2 separate regions of the Oryctolagus cuniculus genome follow, and region 2 is linked to region 1. A link is a contact called in public Hi-C data. All regions are on one chromosome and are shown on one strand. The core of a region is the stretch at or near the end of the contact, and the rest is flanking DNA. Distances in the headings are between cores, read along the strand shown. Region 1 holds the start of ERAP1 (endoplasmic reticulum aminopeptidase 1). Region 2 holds the start of LIX1 (limb and CNS expressed 1).

Region 1 (4,517 bases), core at 952-3,451:
TCTCTCACAGGATTGTTGGGAACACTGAACGGGTTCTACATGTATTTATTCAGAATCAATTGCTAAGAGCCAGCAACACCAGGTCTCTGACCTCACAGCAGGAGCTGGGGGTTTTTAATGAGATCGGACAAAGGCACAGCCTCATTAACCACCACACACATGAACTAAAAGAGTGTAAAGGCAGAAGGATCTCCACTGGCAAAGGGGCTAAAATATTTCAGCTGAGACGCACAGGACAAACACAAGTTAGCGAAGACAAGGCAGTGTGCCAAGAGGGACCTGTACGCGCCTTTGCAGGCTCAGAGACAGTAGAGGGCGCTGTTTGGGACCAGGCAGCCTTGCAGGCTTGGTTAGGACTTCGGACGGTTCCTAAGGGTGGTAAGGAGCCACTGCAAGGATTTTTTGCTAGGAGGTATCAGGGTTCAGTTCACATTTTTTTTTTTTTTGACAGGCAGAGTGGACAGTGAGAGAGAGAGACAGAGAGAAAGGTCTTCCTTTGCCGTTGGTTCACCCCACAATGGCCGCCACAGCTGGCACACCGCACTGATCGGAAGGCAGGAGCCAGGTGCTTCCTCCTGGTCTCCCATGGGGTGCAGGGCCCAAGCACTTGGGCCACCCTCCACTGCCTTCCGGGGCCAGAGAGCTGGCCTGGAAGAGGGGTAACCAGGACAGAATCCGGCGCCCCGACCGGGACTAGAACCCGCCCGGTGTGCCGGCACCGCTAGGTGGAGGATTAGCCTAGTGAGCCACGGCGCCGGCCTCAGTTCACATTTTAAGAAAAACCAGCTTGGCTGCTGTGTGTACAGTGGAAGGCTGGAAAGCACTGAGAATGAAGGGAGGAGGCCAGTTAGGAACCCGGGCAGGGCTTCAGCCTGTGGCTTGTGCAGAGGTGGAAGAGGCCCCGCTGGATGGACCCATCATTTGTATCAGGGCAAACCCAAGTCGGGGGTGAGAGAGGTCAGCATCAGGCCTGGGGGCCAGGTGTCTAGAATGAGCATCTTCTCTGAGCTGGGGGGGGACTTCGGGAGGAACAGATTGAATTGTATTGCCGGGATGGAAGGGGAATCTTGTTCATCGTTTGGTTTAGTTTGTGATGTCTGAGACGTCCAAGGGGATCAAGCAGACAGGCAGTTAAAGGCACAGGTCTAGAGCGTGGAGCTAAAGGCTTTCAACAATGTCCCTGAACCTGACTGTACTGCCTCAAACAGTTTTTGAAAGGATCTCCCTTTGGCATCGGACCAGCCACAAGCAGAGCGTCTTTCACTTTCAGTGATCCCGATGGAAGGGCAGCAGGCTGTTGGCTAAGTTCACCTCTCCGCCAGGAAGAGTCTAAGGTGCCTTTGCAACGACTCTGTGTAGGCTGCTTTCGATTCTGCCTCACCAAGGAGGCCGCTGGCAACCGGGCCTTAACTGGAATACGTGGTGCATGGCCAAATCCTCAGGGAAGGGACTCTAACCAATCCTGTAAAGTCTGCCTAGTGCTCCCCCCACCCCACCCCACCGCCAGACTGTTGACCACAGCCTAAGTTCAGAGTAAATTCGGGCATTCTCTAGAAAACAGCCGTTTCTGAACTGGCCCGCACCATAAACGTCCATTGGCCGAGAGCACTGGGGAAGCACCTGCTTCCCCTTCCTCTCACGGATTAACTCCGAGGCCCACCTGGCTTGGGAGGCACCCGCAGGGACATTTAATTTGCTTAAGATAATTAAATAATAAAACCCGGGTAGCTCCCGAGCGAAGCGGGAGCGAGAAATACGGGTGAGTACGGGTTAAGGCGGCTGGGCAGCGACCCGGGGGACACCTGCGGCCCGCCCCTCCCCAGGGCTCAGCCAGGGGCCACCCTCCTTTCTCAGCCGCCCTCGCGCGGGGTCCCCAGCCCCCGGCCCACGAGGGGCCGGCTGCACCCGGCCGGGGCGCGCACGGAGCCAGCGCAGAGCAGCAGCCGGCCGGCGCCCGCCGCCTCCTCCCGCCGGGCTGGTGCCCGCGGCGCCCGCGGCCCTCCCGGGAGCCCTCAGGGAAGGGGCCCGCCCCGCAGCCCCCTGCCCGCACCCGGGCCCCGCGCCCCTGCTCACCCTCGCGCCGCCGCCGCCGCCGCCGCCCGCCTGGAGCCTCCGCGACCGAAAGTGAAAGCGGGGCCGGCGGCGGGCGGGCGGGCGTGGAGGAGCGCGCGGCCCGAGCCCCAGCTGCAGGCCCCGAATAGCCCCGGCCGAAAGGGGCGCTGGTGGGGAACCCCGGGAGCGGGGCCTAGTGCGAGGCCGCCGTCCCCAAGGCGGGGGTCGGGAAGTGGGGGCTGCAGGCCCGGGATGGCAAGGCAAGGATCGGGCGGGCAGCAGCGCCCCTCTCAAGGCTGGCCCTTCCCTCGCAGTGTCTCTGGGAGCTGGGTTTGGCTTTGCGTGGCTGGCCGCGGGATGCAGGACCACGCGGCCGCTTCGGAGGGGGTCCGATGCCCGGCTGGAGCTCGCGGGTCCGCCAGGCCGGCACGAGCACGACGCCCATTGGACGCAGGGGGTGTCCGTCATCCTCTCTCTGCGAATGGATGCAGAGCTCTGAGGGCCCGCCCCAGAAACTTGTCCCCGGGGACTCTCGCGCCTGTTGCCGGAAGCCGAGCCGCGGGTGCGCGCCGAGAGGCTGGGCGGGCCGTGCAGGAGCGAAGGGCCGGGACATCCCCAACCGCTCACCGCCAGGGGGCGCCGTGAGCCCCGCTAGGCTCGGAGGCTTGTCTTAACCGTGCCCCCAGCGTTTTCAGACGCCTTAGGTTGTGCGCGGCCGTGGCCCCTGGGGGCAGCCCGGGCTGTCTCCTGCCTCCGTCGGAGGGCTGGGTGAGGACGCCTGGGAACGGTGTCGCCCAGCCATCGCAGGCCTCCTTTCGCATACAACATTGAGTTCTGCGTCTTCTCTGCGGTCTCGGGCCGTTTTCTAACACAAACATGGGCGCCGTGTCCCAGACTCATCTGGGGCGGCATCCAGGGGAGGTTTTCTGTTTGTTTTTTATTAACACGCAGCAAGCTTGGGGTTCGTCCCGGGAGCCGGTGGTTTCTGCGGGTTCGGAGGAGGGAGGCGGGCGGGGGCCGTGGCTTCCCGTCCATCAGACCCATTCACGTCCTCGCTTTCCTTCTGCGAGGTCTGTCCTGGTTTCCCGTTCGGTTTCCAGTCAGCTTTCTTTTACAATAGCTCTGAGAGGCGGGAGGGCAGGGCGGACGAGCCAGAGCAGCCCTGGGGGCTGACAGAGAAGAAGGCGGGAAGACCATCTTACCACTGTCCTTTTTGATAGAAAATCTTACCCAGAATCAAGACGTAGAAAACTCACCAAAGCAGAGCTGTTCCGATTAACAGGGCAGCTGCTTCCATTCAGGTTCTGCCCACTGCCCCCTCCCCCAACACACACACACACACACACACACACACACACACACACACGTTGAGGGCCCTGAGATATCTCCCTAGCTCCCAGGGCCCCAGAACTCAATTCTTTTAATGCTAATTTTAGAAAGAATATCTTCATATTCTCGATAAAGAGGATGACACTTTTCCCCCTAGGTGCCCGATTGCAAGCTGTCCTGCTGAACAAAATCTGTGTCATTTTATTTATAATCAGAAACAGAAAAGCACAGATATCAAATTAAGAGCCGGAGACACTTGTTTTGAGCTCTTGACAGCTAACAAAGTCCTGTGAAGTGTTGCAGTTTGCAAGCATTCTCATATTGGTGTAGGCAGGCAGATAGCGTAAAATCCATTAGGTTTGTGATCTGGAAGACCACGCCCTCACCACGCCTCTGTGTGATCTCAAGCCCCTACCTGATCCCACCTGGATGCTCACCTGCCAATCAGGCTACGTAACCACGCCCCTTTGGGAGTGGATAAAAGGCCTGGAACATGGTGCCCCCCCCCCCTTTATTGCCCTTGCTACCTGCACCTTAGATGCATGAGGCCTTTGGGCTGCCCACTCTCTGGCTACCTGCCTGCACGCTTGCTCCATGTGGCTTGCTTCTGGCCTGCTTTCTGCTTGGGATGGACTCAACTTAGCTTCTAGACTTCTCTCTCCCCTAAATAAAGCTCAGTGTCACTCTCCCGTGCATTTCTCTCACTGAATAAGCATCTTTAAAACTTAGCACGTTGTCGGGTCTATTTGAGCCAGTATTCAGAATACATGGCAAGAGCCCACAAGCTTATTACTATTGGAAATTACTAATAAGCAGGTTGGTATCAATATGCTTTCTCTCACTGGGTCTTCACAGTGCACTTGTGCAGGTGGCTTAAAGCTCCATTTTTCTAGAATGAGGAACCTGAGGACTTGAGATGCTAAGTGACCCACCAAGGGCCACCTCGCAGAAAGAGCCTGCTTGGAGTGAAGCCAATTCAAGGGAAAGCAGAGCTGATGGAGAGCCTCAGATCCCACTGTCTGAGGAAGCTCTACCCTTGGCCAAAGACGTCTTCGTTTGGTTCAGCTTCATAAGGAGTCCCAAATCACCATGTAATGGAAGGGAGCCCTGGAGCCCAACTTCTGGGCTAAGTTCAG
Region 2 (4,517 bases), core at 569-3,068, 330 kb after region 1:
CCAGGGTTCTGTCCATCTCGGGTCTGCCTGTGCGCGCCTCCTGCACAGGGTGTCCTCATGCCTGGATTCTTGCAGTCCTGGACTGAATCTGTGCAGCTCATTGATGCACTGGATTACCAAAGAATCCCTTTTAACATCTGCCAATCAGACATTTCCCAGAAAGTGAGGACCCCTCAGGGGGCCCTCCTCCCAGGCTCACTTATCTTTGTTGTGTGCTGAGCTAATTAGCTCGAAGGGCTGGCTGACAGGCCGGTTCCCTTGCCGCCTCCTGTTCAACACACCCACCTACAGGCTAGCAGGGGAAGCTCGCTCAGCCTGCTTTGCTCTGCAGCCAGATTTTGCCTTAATGCTGTGCGGCTTTCTCTCTGGGAAACCTTTTTCGGCCCTCGATTGTCCACTGTGCTGCCCCCAGGACAAGGGAATCAAGAAACTCATTTCTCCAGGGAATTTCCTAAATGCCAGAGGAACGGTAGGGGTACACTGTAGACCCCCTTCAGTAAAGGAATGAGGGTGCCCCATTATGCTTCACATTAGAGTTCAGGAACAGCTCTTCTGGAAGCCACGGGTGAGCTCCCACCCCTCTTCCCCACATTACAGTCGCTTCTGATGAACTCTGGCAAGCACGACCTGCGAGACTGTCTCACAGCCTGCCTGGGAACACTTGTTTCCCTGTTTTGCCCTTCAAAGCAAATCATCTCCAAGGTTGACTTTAATTAATTCTGATATCATTCACTTCCTTTTACTTCATGATAATTCTTTCTAAAAATTTCAGTAGAAGCAAAAAAAAAAATCTACTTTTCCAAAGATTATAAGTAGCTATTAAAAGATCTTAAGAAAACAGAGCTGCTTTTTCTACCAGTGTTGGCCACCACCCATTACGATTTGCTAAATGCTCTTCCTACAGGAGACACAAATAGAAGTCACATGATTGCACTGCAATAAAAGCTACAGCAAATACAAAATAACTCATTTTAAAGGCTGTAACCTGTGGTAGTTGTTGGAGGGTTGTTGAGGAATTCTTTATTTAAATTTTTTTCCCAGGGTAGACATAAGAAATTGCTTTCCAACTTTCAGATTCCATAATTATGCTGTGTTTTATGAAGAACTGAAACCAATCCTTTAAATAAAGACTATATAAAAATGCCTTCCATGTGATCAGTTTCTTCAGCTATTTGGTAGAAGTCTGGGCCTAATAAAAAGAAGGTGGAAGAATGGGGCTATCATGATTTTCACATAGCAAATGCTCATAGGGAATGTATGTCACACAAAATACACAAGCATGGGGCTGCCCCAGACCACAAAGACATCTATCTATCTGTTGATCGACTGATGGATGTATCTGTCCATCCATCCATCCATCCATCATCATTATCATCTATCTATAAATGGATATAATCTAGAAAGAACTGGAAAGAAGTAGCACTTCATGCTGAGATACTTGCTTAGGGTTCCACAGTGCACTCTACATGGGCTGTACCAAAAGTGAACATGGTCAAGATCCTTGCCATCCAGGAGTTTATAGTTTAAAATGCAAACTATGGTTTGTAGACAAAAACTCTAATTCTTGGACACAAAATATGAGTGAATGTAAATACTTTCAGTGTGATACTGAATTGGAAACCAATATATTTAATGTTTTTGTTAAAGAAGCAGGAGAAATGGCCGGTGGCACCGTGGCTCACTAGGCTAATCCTCCACCTGGGGCGCCGGCACCCTGGGTTCTAGTTCCGGTTGGGGCACCGGATTCTGTCCCAGTTGCTCCTCTTCCAGTCCAGCTCTCTGCTGTGGCCCGGGAAGGCAGTGGAGGATGGCCCAAGTGCTTGGGCCCTGCACCCGCATGGGAGACCAGGAGGAAGCACCTGGCTACTGGCTTCGGATCAGCGCAGCGCACCGGCTGCAGCGGCCATTTGGGGGATGAACCAATGGAAGGAAGACCTTTCTCTCTGTCTCTCTGTCTCTCTCTCTCATTGTCTAACTCTGCCTGTCAAAACAACAACAACAACAAAAAAAACAAAACAAACAAAAAAAAGAAATGAATGATGCTTGGAATTCAATCAGTAAATGGGCATTTCTATGGGTGTAAGTTTAATTCCAGCAGTACTTAAAAATATTTTAGCGGCTGGCATAATGGATTAAGCTACTACCTGAGATGCTGGCATCCCATATATGTGCAGTTCAAGTCCTGGTTGCTCTACTTCCAATCCATCTCTTTGCTAACGTGCCTGGGAAAAGCAGCAGCAGCTGGTCCAAATACTTGGACCACTGCACCCACATAGGAGACCCAGAAGGAATTCCAGGCTCCTGGCTTTGACCTGGTCCAGCCCCAGCCACTGGCAGCCACTGGAGGAGTGAACCAGCAGATGGAAGATCTCTGTCTCTCTCTGAAACTTTGTCTTTCAAATAAATAAAAATCTTTAAAATATATGTATACATTATGTTATATATGTATTTATATATTATATATATATATATATATATATGTTGTACAATGTGGTGAGAGGAACACTGAATTTAGGATCAATAAGACCTAGGATTTGAATTTTGTTATCTGTATAACCTTGAGGAAGAAGCCACTTATCTTCTCTGGGCTCACAGTCCTCATCAACCAATTTATTAAGTTAAGCTGGATGCTCTCAATCAGTTCTAATATCTATGGTTCCATGACTACATCATAAATGGACACAAATATTAGAACAGATTGTCTAGTGTGGGGAGCAGCCCCGGACTGGACTGAGTTACTGGAATTAAGACTTATTCTATGCATCTGCTCTCCCACAATATGGTGCTGGGAGAGAAGTAAACAGCTTCCGCACAGCTGCCTCCAGTTCAACCAATAAACTGTAGGACTTGCTACTGATTGGAGGAGAGCAGCGTACTCGGCGTGTGGGCAGCCGAGTTGGGATTGGCGGAGGAGGACTATAAAGGAGGAGAGAGACGGCATTCACCAGGAACATCTAAGGGGAACATCTGAAGGAACACCTGTGCAGCCCCCGAGAGAGCAGGCCGGCGGTGTGCCGCTCCCCTGCGTAAGTGGGGAATGTGGCCAGGGGGAACTGCCCTTCCACGGAGGTGGAAGGGACAGTAGCCAACCCGGGAAGAACCAGCAGCAAACCCGGGGAGGGCCGAGCAGACGAAAGAACAGCGCAGGGTCCTGTGTCGTTCCTCCACGAAGAGGGGGAGCGACAGTCTAGTCTTCTGGAAAGCCCTATATTTATTTCCTCAAGGCTGGACTGGTCTTGACAAATCACTTCTATTTCAACCTCATATCCATTCATTGATCTGAAAGATACAAATCAATATGATCAACTCAAAGATACTCCCTGCTAAAGCTAACTACAAGGAAAGGTAAGACTTTCTTAAAGCTAATCTCCAACTTCCATAAGATTTTTTTTTAAAAGATTTATTTATTTGCAAGTTAGAGTTACATAGGGAGAGAAGGAGAGGCAGAGAGAGAGAGAGAGAGGTAGGTCTTCCATCCGCTGGTTCACTCCCGAAATGGCCACAATGGCTGGAGCTAGGCTGATCTGAAGCTAGGAGCCAGGAGCTTCTTCCAGGTCTCCCACGTGAGTGCAGGGGCCCAAGGACTTGGGCCATCTTCTGCTGCTTTCCCAGGCCACAGCAGAGAGCTGGATTGGAAGTGGAGCAGCTAGGAGATGAACTGGTGCCCAAATGGGTTGCTGGCACTGCAGGTGGTGGCTTTACCCACTACGCCACAGTGCTAGTCCCAAGATTTTTTTTAAAGAAGGCAAAACTGTAGGCATTTTCATAGAGAACCTAAGTCTACATAAATATCATGATCCTTAATGAGTTAGGTTTTGTGAGGTAAAAAAGGAGTTTTTAAAAAAGATTTATTTATTTGAGAGGCAGAGTTACAGAGAGAGGGAAAGGCAGAGAGGTCTTCTGTCTGCTCGTTCTCTCCCCAAGCTGCTGGAGCTGAGCCGATCTGAAGCCTGGAGTCAGGAGGCCAGGAGCCAGGAGCCTCCTCCAGGTCTCCCAGGTGTGTGCAGGGGTCCAAGCACTTGGTCCATCCTCCGCTGTCCTCCCAGACCATTAGCAAGGAGTTGGATCAGAAGCAGAGCAACTGGGACTTGAACTGGCACCCATACAGGATGCCAGCGACACAGGCGGAGGCCTAACCCATCATGCCACAGCGCAGACCCCATAAAAAATGAATTCTAAGATAGGTAGATCATACAACATTCCAGTTAGATAGTATAGTTTCTTCTGTAAGCCAAATCTTATGGCAGAAATTGTCTTAAACTTTTCTTCTTGAATGCCTAAAAGACTTCTTCCCTTAAAGTGCTGTCACTCACTTTCTCCTTGCCACCCCCACTCAGCCATAGCACCCCCACCCACCATGGGTTTCCCATCTCCCTCTGCACCCTTGAGAAGAATCCCATTATGACATTCTTCTCAGTTGCCCAACTTGTGTGTGCAGGGAATACAAGAACTCTCTTAGTGGACCATCCTGTCTAGCCCCTCCTTTCACATTTCTGCCCTTTTAACTTTAGCTTTCA

What was found. Hi-C and Micro-C count contacts between places; a contact is called where the count stands out from the background.
Region 2: a Hi-C map of an unstated tissue shows a contact between it and region 1, with 3 times the contacts expected there. The contact joins the promoter of LIX1 here to the promoter of ERAP1 in region 1. A contact is called at or near these places in 6 of 6 Hi-C or Micro-C datasets (ear pinna, embryonic fibroblasts, liver and 3 more).

The regions. Positions count from the first base shown.
Region 1 is chr14:19,479,841-19,484,357 of mOryCun1.1, forward strand. ERAP1 (endoplasmic reticulum aminopeptidase 1) reads right to left here and starts at 2,202. Exons shown (of 19, transcript XM_002713943.5): 1 at 2,074-2,202.
Region 2 is chr14:19,809,150-19,813,666 of mOryCun1.1, forward strand. LIX1 (limb and CNS expressed 1) reads right to left here and starts at 1,819. Exons shown (of 6, transcript XM_002713928.5): 1 at 1-1,819. The coding sequence starts at 16. The region is part of intron 10 of RIOK2 (RIO kinase 2); the gene reads right to left.